Linked DNA regions of Danio rerio: region 1 is linked to region 2. A link is a contact called in public Hi-C data. All regions are on one chromosome and are shown on one strand. Each heading gives the region's core, a stretch centred on a gene start, on an enhancer-like site or on the middle of the called end of the contact. The rest is flanking DNA. Distances are from core to core; before and after follow the strand shown. Region 1 has its middle 14 kb from the start of dlc. Region 2 has its middle 6.5 kb from the start of chp2.

Region 1 (6,175 bases), core at 2,751-5,250, 37 kb before region 2:
TGATTAAAAAAGACAGTTGCAAATCCCAGTTTTTTCACTCTTCTTTCTTGATGGGCAGCAACAGAGACTTACACATGCTGATCTGATGTAGTTATAGTTCATTATTAAAACCAAAATTTAGAGTGTGTGAGTGGAATTTACAGGTCATTGTTGCATACAAGACAAAAGTCATTATTAATAATAAGATATTTAAGTATATTTTTGCACTATCATGCAGTCTTTATTGACAGTGTTGAAAAAGGTTTTACCGAATATTTAGAAAAATACTTTTATGGAAACTGTGACCGACTTTTATTTGTATTGTTTGATGAATTTGAACATCATTTGTTTATATATATATATATATATATATATATATATATATATATATATATATATATATATATATATATATATATATATATATATATATATATATATATATATATATATAAAGTTTGCCCCTCACATATACTAATGTGCCACAAACAGGACGTTAATATCACCAACTATTCCCATTTTATTAAGGTGTATCCACATAAACGGCCCACCCTGTACATCACCGGTCACTTTATTAGCTACACCTTACTAGTACTGGGTTTTAGCCCCTTTTGCCTAAAGCTTTTGTGGCATAGACTTAACAAGGTACTGGAAATATTTCTCAGAGATTTTCGACCATATTGACATGATAGCATCACGCAGTTTCTGCGAATCTGATTTGAATCTCCCGTTCCATCACATCCCAAAGATGCTCTATTGGATTGAGATCTGTGGACTGTGGAGGCCATTTGAGTACAGTGAACTCATTGCCATGTTTAAAAAGCCAACTTAGTTCAAGTCCCGGTTGGATCAGTTGGCGTTACTCTGTAGAGTTCTGTGTGGATGTTCTCCCTGTGTTTGTGTGGGTTTCCTCCGGGTGCTCCAGTTTCCCCCACAATCCAAAGACATGCGCTATAGGTGAAGTGAATAAGCTAAATTGGCCGTCGTGTGTGAATGTGAGAGAGTATGGGTGTTTCCCAGGGTTGCAGCTGGAAGGGCATCCACTTTGTAAAACATATGCTGGATAAGTTAGCGGTTCATTCCGCTGTGGTGACTTCTGATAATTAAAGGGACTAAGCCGAAGGAAAATGAATAAATGGACAGTGGACAGTTATTTTGTTCACCTGGCCTTATTGCATAGGCATTTGTAGTAGTTTGAGGAGTAAAATGACTTAGTTTTGTAGTCATTTGACAGTTATGATCAAAATAAATGTCTTAACCCATGTTAAGCTAGATGTGCTACGATCGTCATTGCAGTAAGAGAAAGAACACAGAGAACAAGTATGTGTGTTAGAAGTGTTAACTTTCCATCGGTTAAAGGATCCTGAAAATCAGGAAACATGCTACACAGCACAACTATTTTGAACAAATATTATACTAAAATTTACTCAAATCAAAACTATATATTTTTAAAAATGTCACTATGTATGTGTGTTGTATGTATCTTTCTAATTTGCAAAAACAGCAACAGGACGTCTCATTTGGGTTTTACGGCATTATCAATTTTAGTCTTACCAAGTGTGTGTGTGGTGTGTGTGTGTGTGTGTGTGCGCGCATGTGTGTTTTAGAGTTGCACGGTTTACCGGTACTATGGTAGTATCTTGATACTATGGCTCCAAAATACTGGAGGTGCCGATGTAGTTTGTAAATGGTAGTATCGTGATTAACAATAGATAATGTTGCACGTGGGAAAAGTCCCTAAAACGCTCACACATTTGAGCAACAATAATTCTAGTATAGACCCCTCTAAGGTTGCAAAACTGAATTTGTGCCTTTTATGGTAGCCATACTTTCTGCCACTTCTGTTTAAATCTAAATCAGTTCATTTCTGTCCTGTCAATATGGTTTAGTAGCTACAACAACCGCGACAATCTTTAAAAAAAAAAAAAAAAACGAATCACAAAGTAAAATTTACTTTGAATTCTAACCTGAGACTGAAAAAGGAAAAAACAATAAATGAAAAACCCAAAAGACCAACACGGAACATTGAAACAATTTTTGACCACTTCATATCGCCTAATTTTATTGGAAAATGTTGTTTTTGTAACAAATTTTGTTTGGTATAATATCTTTATTTTAATGATTTTTTTGTTGGTCAGTTATCTAGAAAACAAAACAAAAAGAACATTCATTTTAGCTGAAGTGATGTGCAAATAATAGTTTTTCAACAAAAAGGGAATTATGATTTCAATTCAAGTAGGCCTATTGTAACATTTAAAATACACTATTTCAGACAATTGTTATTATTTCATAGATCTGAGTTATGAATTACAGTTTTGCAATACTACTTGGTTTCGTGACACTTCAGTTGGTATAGTATCGTGACATGAACTATTGGTATCGCAACAACCCTAGTGTGTTTATCTCTGTGAGATCTGTGAGCTCTTTAGAAGGTAATTGTGAATATAATTGATGTCTTTCTGAATGGATTTTACAGCTCTGTATGAATCTAAACTGTCAGTTATGCTTCGGGGATTCTTACAACACTCCCACATATGAGGAAACTGTAAACATCTTAACAACGGCTGAGCTTTACTTTCTTGAAATCAATTTCATTTTCTTGAAATGAAAGATGTCAATAAATCTGTGCTGTACATTTTTTTTCACTCAGTACCAGAAACAAACAAGTCCTGCTAAGAATGACACTCCACCTGCTCCTCCACTAACAAGTCTGATAAATATCAGCTACACCCTGATCCAACCGCCTTCTTTCATTTCACTATAAACCTTCGGCTTCTGACAAAAAAAAAAAAAAACAAACAAACAAAAAAAAAGTATGATTGGAAACTTCACACTGAGTGCATTGGTGCATGCTTGTAAATAAGAGCATACATTGAGGTAAATGGGGGTAGTTTGTCTATCTAGGATTAAAGTTTGCCCACTGTTCCTTCCCTCCTAACGTCCTGTTTTTGGCGTATTTATAGGTCTTGACATGGGAAGGGAAGTGAACCTATTTTGGCACGCTCATCACTCCTAGGCCTCAATTCTTTCCTTTAGCGTGTGGAGGAAACTGCATCTTCCTGACCCCCCACACACACCCCTGAGTGCACACGTTTGCTCATATGCAACCAGACAAAAACACTTTTGGTGATTTTATTATTTTGAAAATGGTTCATTCATTAATTTTCTTTTCTATTTAGTCCCTTTATTAATCAGGGGTCGCCACAGCAGAATAAACCGCCAACTTATCCAGCATATGTTTTACGCAGTGGATACCCTTCCAGCTGCAACCTAACATTGGGAAACACCCATACACACATACTCACACACATACTCTACAGCCAATTTAGCTTATTCAATTAATCTAAAGCGCATGTCTTTAGTGTATGAGTATGTGTGTATGAGTATAGGTGTTTCCCAAAACTGGGTTGCAGCTTGAAGGGCATCCGCTGCAAAAAAAAAAGTTGCTGGAATAGTTGGTGGTTCATTCTGCTGTGGAGACCTCTGAAATAGAGACTAACACGAAGAAAAATGAATGAATGAATGAATGGAGTAATAGTGCGTAGATCATAAAAAGGCAATGCAAACCAAATCTCTCACTAAACTAGCTGCATAGAGATGGTCAAAAATTAGTTCATTGTGCAAAATGGTGCATAGTGCATGTCAATTAAAACTAAATGTTCAAATAATTCAACCTATCGCTTTCTTTTGTGCTCATGTTACATCTAGAGTTAAGTTACATTAAAATGTCATGTACTCCAAGCATTTATTGAAACATATTGCAAAATATAACAAAATAACAATACAAAATTAGGACCATTAACATTTGAATAATAGTGTATTTTTCAATACTTTAGACACGTCAATAACCCATTGACAGAAGAGTTGACGAAAAGCCAGAGTATGTTGGGAAGTGGATGCAGTGTTGTCTGCACTGAGACACGCAGAGGTCAGGATTTGACACCACCCTCCACGGTTCAGCTGCCGAGGCTCACAAAGCCAAAGGTCAGAACAAATAGGAAGTACCCAACACAAATATAGGTCCTACTGACGGAGTGGATTTTTGGGATGGGAAGTGGAGGGAGGAAAGGGAATGCAGAAGGGGTGGGGGGCTACGACAGCGGGCAATAACAAAGCAGAGAGAAAAAAAAAACATGCCAGAGCGAGAGTCAACAAACCTAATTTCAAAAGAAAACAAGAGACCCTTCCTTCTCTCTGTAATTAGTGGCGCAATCTCAACACACACTTACAGAGCAGAAACATAGCATAACGAGGGGATTGTTTCACATCAAAATTTAGGAACAAAAAAACTCAACACTCGGTGGATTTCCTGCTATTGTCTCAGAGGGAAATAAGCAAGTCGAAGGTGCTTATGTGCACTTCAGATATGTGTAAGGAATCCACAGGTGAGCAGATATCAACTAAAACAACACTTGACCCCACTGTCATTAGAAAGAGGATATTTTAAGGGACAGCCCATATATATATCCAAGCCTATTGAATCAAATTGTGTTGCTTTATGATTCATAAAATGCCAGTTAAACACTACCTGGTAGACAAGTAATATATATATATATATATATATATATATATATATATATATATATATATATATATATATATATATATATATATATATATATATATATATATATATATATAAGTGCTCAGCATATATGAGTACACCCCTCACAAATCTCTCATTTAAATTAGTTTAGGAAGCTTTACAATATTATTTGTGCTTATACATTAGTTTAGTCAGCATTGAAGCCAAATCTGTAGCTAATCTAACAAATAACTAATAATAATGGTTTCAAAATTAGTAGCCCAAATTTATATGTTAGGGAAAATGTTAAAAAAACAAAATTTAGTTTAAATGTAATAATTGTGATATTTTTGTATATATGTATTATTTTCTGTAAAAATTGGCATGAATTTAAATGTTTTATCCTTCCATTTCTAAAGATGTTCTGTGACTAAAATATTATTTTAATAAATATATCTGTTTAATAAATCTGTTTTGTTTGAATGCATCAATATACAGTTGAAGTTACAGTTATTAGCCTCCCTGAATTATTAGCCTCCCTGTTTATTTTTTTCTACAATTTCTGTTTAACGTAGAGAAGATTTCTTTAACATATTTCAAAACATAAAAGGTTTAGGAATTAAAAGCTGGTTTATTTTATCTTTGCCATGATGACAGTAAGTAATATTGTACTAGATATTTTTCAAGACACTTCTACACAGCTTAAAGTGACATTTAAAGGCTTAACTAGGTTAGTTAGGTTAACTAGGGAGGTTTGGGTAACTATAGGCAAGTTATTGTATAATGATGGTTTATTCTGTAGATAACTGAAAAAATATATAGCTTAAAGAGGCTAATAACTTTGACCTTAAAATGACTTTAAAAAAAATTTAAAAACTGCTTTTATTCTAGCAAAAAAAAAAAAAAAAGACTTTCTCCGGAAGAAAAAATATTATCAGACATACTGTGAAAATTTCCTTGCTCTGTAAACATAATTTGAGAGATACAGTATTTAAAAAAGAAAAAAAAAATCAAAGGGGGGCTAATAATTCTGACTTCAACTGTATATTACCCATATTCACAGAGAACCATTTATGCAGTGCACTGTATATTTATATACAGTGTAATATGTATATCAATGTCTTATGAAGTGCAAAAAATGCAACATTATTTAAAACAGGCTTTAACACTGGAGGTACCTTTCTTTAGATCTTAGAATTATTGGTGTAGTACAGGCACTATTTGGTGTGTTTGCATTGCAGAAACTGGGAATAGTTTTAGTTATAGACATTTAAGGGAAGAAAATTAGCTCCAATTACAGAGTAGGGTCTAATAGACCAGTGTGGTATGTAGATGTTGATTGGTTAACAAACTCTCAACACACGATAGCTGGGTTTCCATCACCATATGCTAATGCTCATTTCGCAATGGAAATGGAACATTTTTGATTTGATCCCTTAATTTGCAAAATTCATTCATTTTCTTGTTGGCTTAGTCCCTTTATTAATCCGGGGTCGCCACAGCGGAATGAACCACCAACTTATCCAACAAGCTTTTATGCAGCAGATGCCCTTCCAGCCGCAATACATCTCTGGGAAACATCCACACACACACACATTCACACACACACACTCATACACTACGGAAAATTTAGCCTACCCAATTCACCTGTACCGCATGTCTTTGGACTGT
Region 2 (6,346 bases), core at 760-3,259:
CGGGGTTACACCCCTGCTCTTTCACGAGAAGTACCATGGGATTTTTAATGACCACAGAGAGTCAGGACCTCGGTTTAACGTCTCATCCGAAAGACGGCGCCCACTGACAGTGTAGTGTCCCCTTCACTTTTACTGGGGCATTAGGACTCACATAGACCTCAGGTTGAGCGCCCCCTGCTGGCCTCTCTAACACCACTTCCAACAGCAACCTAGTGTTCCCTAGTGGCCTCCCATCCAGGTACTAACCAGGCTCAGCCCTGCTTAGCTTCAGTGAGTAACCGGTCTTGGGCTGCTGGGTGATATGGCTGTGGCCATATATATATATCCATGCATAATGTATGATGGCCAGAAAGTGCTGAATTTTTTGAGAAATTGTTAAAATTCTGGTATTTGTGAGGCAGCAAGTGCAGAGACTGTTGTGTACACTATGATATTATATAAAATTCACTTTAATGTGTGATCAGACTAAAAAGTGGCCATAAATGAGTATTTTCTCAATAGAAATGAGTAGGGGCTTGGACACGTGCTTTTATATCGCATTGTGTGAACATTTCACAAAAAAGGCTTTATTCAATAAAAACAATCTGCCTCATAATCATCATTTGTGTAAACAAACAAAAGTCGTGGCCGGAAAATGTCTGGATAAACAAGTTTTTACGGTTTCACAGAATTGTTGACAGAATCATATATTTCCTTTGAGCATGGCTTGCCAGACATTCAGGTTTTATTTCAAATAAAGTTTTAAGATGTTCATATGTTGCTGTTTTTTATACAATAAAACACTCAATGTGTTTGTCTTTGTGTGTGTGTGTGTGTGTGTGTGTGTGTGTGTGTGTGTTGTATTGTTAATCAAAATGTACTTCTTGTTTTTCTGGATGCTACAACCTATGTGCCGTGCATATGTCATTGTGCATCAGGAAGCTTGTGCTTTCATAAAAATGTAGTTTTGTTAGCTGAAGCTTTGGATTGAACTGAAAACTGTTGTTTCTTGCGTAGACTCAATGTATGACTTCTTAAGACTTAATGTATCATCGGCTGCCAAAGTGACATTGACTTGTGCTATATGAATCAGCAAGAAGCACAGTTAAATGTAAAAAAAAAAAAACTTCTTGGTGACACTTTATTTTGATGGTCCATTTGAGTATTAGTAGACTCTCTGCCTAATATCTGTTAATTCTGCTCCTTCAACAGACATTTACTGACTATAAGAAACATTGCAAGTACTTGTCAACTTACACTAACCCTACCCCAACCTAACAGTCTACTTAGACTGTTAATATAATCTAATGAGAATTATTTGGCATCTAGATGCAATGTAATTTAAATTCAACAAACGAACCAAAATAAAGTGTGAACTACTTCTTTAATGTTTTACTAAAACAAAAAACACTACATCTTGAAGCCCTGAAGGTGAGTACATTTCCAATCATGTGAATATAAACTACCTCTTTAAAAATTAAATATTAACATGCTTTCTCCTGCAGCGAATGGTCACATTGTCTTCTATCATTTGAAATGCCTTTTTTTGTCACTAAGACTTGTTTTTTTACCTCTTCAAAAATAAAGTGACATTTATATTCAGAACATTGGCAAAATACCCATGTAAACCAAAGGTTCTTGTTTGTGACTCGACAGGTTCACCTTCTACACCTGAAATTCCCCTTTAGCGCTATCGATTAGATCTAATTGTAAAAGTTGTAACATATTAAAACTCCTGCGATGTTATTACGGTTTGTTCACACTCGGAATATCCCGAGAAAACAAAACAATTTGCACAAAAGACCTTTGACCATAATTTCTGCATTCTAACAAACCTGGGTCAAAGTACCATAAAAACCAGAGCAGGAATGCGTCTAACAACTAGCACACTTTCACTTTCTCAGATTTAACCATTTCATTTAAGCACATCTGATCATTCACTGAATCATAAAATATTGGAGTGACTATGCAATGTTTTCTATCTCTCCTGCATCTGTATTTATGGTCTTATATTACGATATTGACCTTTGTTGTGGGAACTCAAAAAGTGTAATGAAAGGTTTATCATCTATTAATCACTCACACTAGTTTCATTTCCAGGCCTTGTGGAGAAAACAGAAAAAGGTGCGGGTTACAGGAATTACACTCAATGGAAAGACCAGAAGAGTTTTCAGCAGGTAAACTGTCATAGGCTTCCCCTTAATTCCAAACAATGCCTGACTCTTTGTACTACCAGACTAAAGGATTGATTTCGAGTTAAGCAATGCTTTTGTAGTCGTTTCACAGAGTTTTTTTAAGGATCTTCTTTCCATGGCACAAATCCAAGCCGTGCACATGCAGAGTGAATTATTTACTGTGTCGGTTGTCATGTCTGACTCACTGCCTGGCTGAACAGTATGATATCATGCAGGTTTGACAGTTTAAGGAAGTGTGGATTAAGAGATCTTAAAGAAAACAGGTTGTATTAAATGCCTAACTGCAGAAGTGTGTCTATACGTAATGACTATTTTACTATTTATTTACTTTCTCTGCTTGGCTGAGAGATGAATAAACAGTAGACTTTATTTGGTGACCTATATTTAACCCTTCTGTTGACTTTCATGTCAAAAATAACCAGTGCACCATTTTTAACAGCTCAAAAACAGTTTGGTGGCTTTTTCTAATTAAGTAGTTAATTAATCATTTTCTATCTTCATATTTTCATAATCCTTCAGGTCAATTTTGACCCGACAGCTATAAAACCGTTTTACACCACCAAAAACTACAGGCACAGACATGCACACTCCAACACACATACACCTCCCAAACATGCGATAAAAATCTGCTGCTCAGGCCTTAATGAACTCTGTCTAGCTAACCCTTTTACAGTTATGCAAGTCAGTTTAGCATCAGTAAATATGCCCTTTACTTTACTTTAGTCAAAAAGGAGTGATGCCCACTGATTAGAGAAAATGTAGAAATCCACAGAGTTTGTGCTGAAGATAAGGTTGTTTCTCTATACAAAAAATATTTGAGGATTGAAATTACATTTAAGTGTTTTATTTGGAGGTTTAGTGAAGGCGAGTCATTTTTTAGACCCAAAGAGCGAATGGTGTATACAGAATACTTGGACAACACAAGGGTTAAAAGTCCTTTAACCATATTATCTGCATAAATATGTAGGTTTAAAAGATTTATTTAATGATAATAATAAAAACAATAATAATAATAATAATAATATTTATTAATATTATTTAAATAAATTTAAAACAGACAATTAAATATAAGTATTTATATTTTAAGATATAAAATGCATTTAGATTTTTTTCTATTTATAATATAATATAATATTATATAATATAATATAATATAATATAATATAATATAATATAATATAATATAATATAATATAATACAATGCAATATAATACAATACAATACAATATAATATAATATAATATAATATAATATAATATAATATAATATAATATAATATAATATAACACTTTACTATAAGGTTTAATTGATTTCCATTAGTTACAATCGTACATTTCATTTACAACATACTTAGAAAGCTTTTATAAATTTAATCTATTAATCTATTAAATTTGAATGTTATTATTGGAAGGCTTACACATTATCCCAAGAACCTTCAACACAAACAATGAATAATTTTTTCTAACATTAACCAAGATTAATATGTAACACATATATAACTGTTAATATGGTATAATCACCCAATTAAATGTTTGTGTAAAGTCTTACAGAAGACCTAGTATTGTGTGAGTCAGATAAAGTGAGTGATCTAAATCTGTCCTTTGTTCCTTACGTTTATAGGGCATTCCTAACAGTAATTATATTCTGACTCTTTGAAGCCTGATGAACTGAAAAGTAACTATTTGACAAATCATGTCGCAGTACGTCGGGATTAAAATAAACAAAGGATGTGATTCTGAGAGCATTGCTTTTCTTTCTGATAAATATCAGGAACAAACAGTCACTGAGCAATGCAGACCTTCAGCACGCTCTGTGTGGGTGTTACCAGCATATTCGATCATTTCAACAAGGTTTTCAAAGAAATATACAGATTACTTGTTTATTAGTGCCAATATTGAGATGAACGAAACTGTGATGAATATATGTTAAGTTTTACATGGAGTGACATTGAAGATATAAAGATAACAGAAGAGAGAAATGAGTCAGTGTGGTAATGAGGTCTCAATGCGGGACTTTCCAGAAGTGGACTCTTCTTGTCCCCAAGGCTCTGTGCCATAGTAAAAATCAAATATCTAATTATCATTTTAAAGTGTTTAAGTTACAGGCCATTGGTTTATTTAAAAAGGATGTACACCCAACTCAGAGTTAATCATTCTGCTTATACTACAGTTATCACAGTAAAGGACAAGCTGTTGTGTTTTACAAATCTCATCCAAATGTTGTTGTTTTGTTACGCTTTAATTATTGTCTATGGATAATCTGAAAACTTCCAGCTTGAAGTTATATAGAAGTAGTCAGGAACTACTTTAGCTGATGTGCTAATGTGATTATATGCAAATAACTCTACTCTTATATTGTTTATCAACCAATCAAAATCAAGCATTCAATAGTCCCATATAAGTAAGAGATATTCGACATCATGCCATGTGTTAAAGAATTTTAAATGCATGACGTAGAGGTAAAGAACCACCAGAAGCAAAATGTGCTATAGACATGTTCAAACTAGTTTTGCTCTTTGCAGCGCAATGTTTGACTAAATTTTTGACAGGTATGAGATCTTTGTCCCCTCCTAATGTACCCCTTATTTCCACATTCAAATTTTGACAGGGATTGATGCACACCAGACATGTTGCATTCAATAGAAGACAGCACTGTGAATTCAAATATTGCTGGCAACATTTAGGTTAATGTTGGTACTCACAAGTCAAATTTTGCTTCTGGATTTTAGAGATAATTTGAATGCCCAAAATTTTACATATTATATTTTTATTTAACCTTTAAATTTCCCCAAAAAAAGGCTCTCTGAGATTAATAATGTCTTTCACACGAATGTCCGAGCTAAGAAGTACTTTACAGTTCACACATTTAAGAACTACATACATAAACTACACATTTAAGAACACCTCAAACAATTACAAATCATCCAATCACCCTCCATTTCCTGAGTGATTGACTGAAAAAAGACAGCAGATTTTGTCATTTCAATTTAGACTGAAGAATTTTCCAATCAGACAGAGCTGCGTACATAAAAGCCTTCTTACCCAAATCAGTGAAACAATTTTGAGAAGGGAGGAATTATTCCCCTGAATTTTTCTGTTATATAAGACAGCAGAGGTATAAAGGACACATCCCTAAGATGGCCATGTAAACAATCAAATACCAATGCATTTCTCTCCTGATCGACAGAGAAGGCCAAGCTACTCTGTTATACAATGTACAATGATGAGTTAAAGGTTTACAGTCAGTTATGAATCTTAGTGCACCATGATAAACAGCACCGAATGCTTTGAGGAGGTGATAAGCGCAGATAACAGCATATGAACAATACACTGTTAATATGACAATATGGATTTGCATGCATTTACAGAACAAACTCTTGCAAATGTCCATTTTAGGTGCATCTCAGTCTAGTTAACATGTACAGTTGAAGTCAACAGAGAGAAGTTGAACAGAGCAAGGACATTTTCACAGTATGTCTGATAATATTTTTCCTTATTTGTTAATTTCGGCTAGAATAAAAGCAGTTCTTAATTTTTTTGAAAACATTTAAGGTAAAAATCAAAAGCCCCTTAAAGCTATATATAATTTTTGATAGTCTACAGAACAAACCATCATTATACAATAACTTGCCTAATTACCCTAACCTTCCTAGTTAGCCTAATTAAACTAGTTAATTCTTTAAAAGTGACTTTAATCTGTATAGAGGTATCTTGAAAAATATCTAGAAAAATATTATGTACTGTCATCATGGCAAAGATGAAATTAATTAGTTATTAGAAATGAGTTATTAAAACTCTTATGTTTAGAAATGTGTTAAAAAAAATCTTCTCTCCGTTAAACAGAAATTGGGGAAAAAAATAAACAGGGAGGCTAATAATTCAGGGTGCGGCTAATTATTCTGACTTCAACTGTATATTCCTTCAGTACCCGCTTCAGTAGTCAATTTTTTAGACATAATTTAATTGTGCATTTTACATCCTAAGGGAAACTTTTACACTTAACATAAATGAACAGTTAATCTTTGAGAGATTTTCCCTGTTACTTGCCTTAAATGTGACAGGGAAAATGTATGAAGTAAATGCTTTGGGTTATTTGAGTTACCCTGTGTTTTACATCGGAAACCCTGAACGAGACAGCATTTCAAGATCTTATTACATTTTTTTTTTCTTTT

The links. Hi-C and Micro-C count contacts between places; a contact is called where the count stands out from the background.
Region 1: a Hi-C map of embryo shows a contact between it and region 2, with 1.5 times the contacts expected there. The contact joins two enhancer-like sites. A contact is called at or near these places in 2 of 18 Hi-C or Micro-C datasets (both in embryo).

What each region holds. Positions count from the first base shown.
Region 1 is chr15:22,945,271-22,951,445 of GRCz12tu, reverse strand. No RefSeq gene overlaps it. Among named protein-coding and RNA genes, the nearest start is that of dlc, 14 kb to the left of the region's middle. Within about 2 kb of position 4,000, at least 16 of the 62 cell types and tissues checked have an H3K27ac peak or open chromatin away from gene starts, as enhancers often do.
Region 2 is chr15:22,906,289-22,912,634 of GRCz12tu, reverse strand. No RefSeq gene overlaps it. Among named protein-coding and RNA genes, the nearest start is that of chp2, 6.5 kb to the right of the region's middle. Within about 2 kb of position 2,009, at least 8 of the 62 cell types and tissues checked have an H3K27ac peak or open chromatin away from gene starts, as enhancers often do.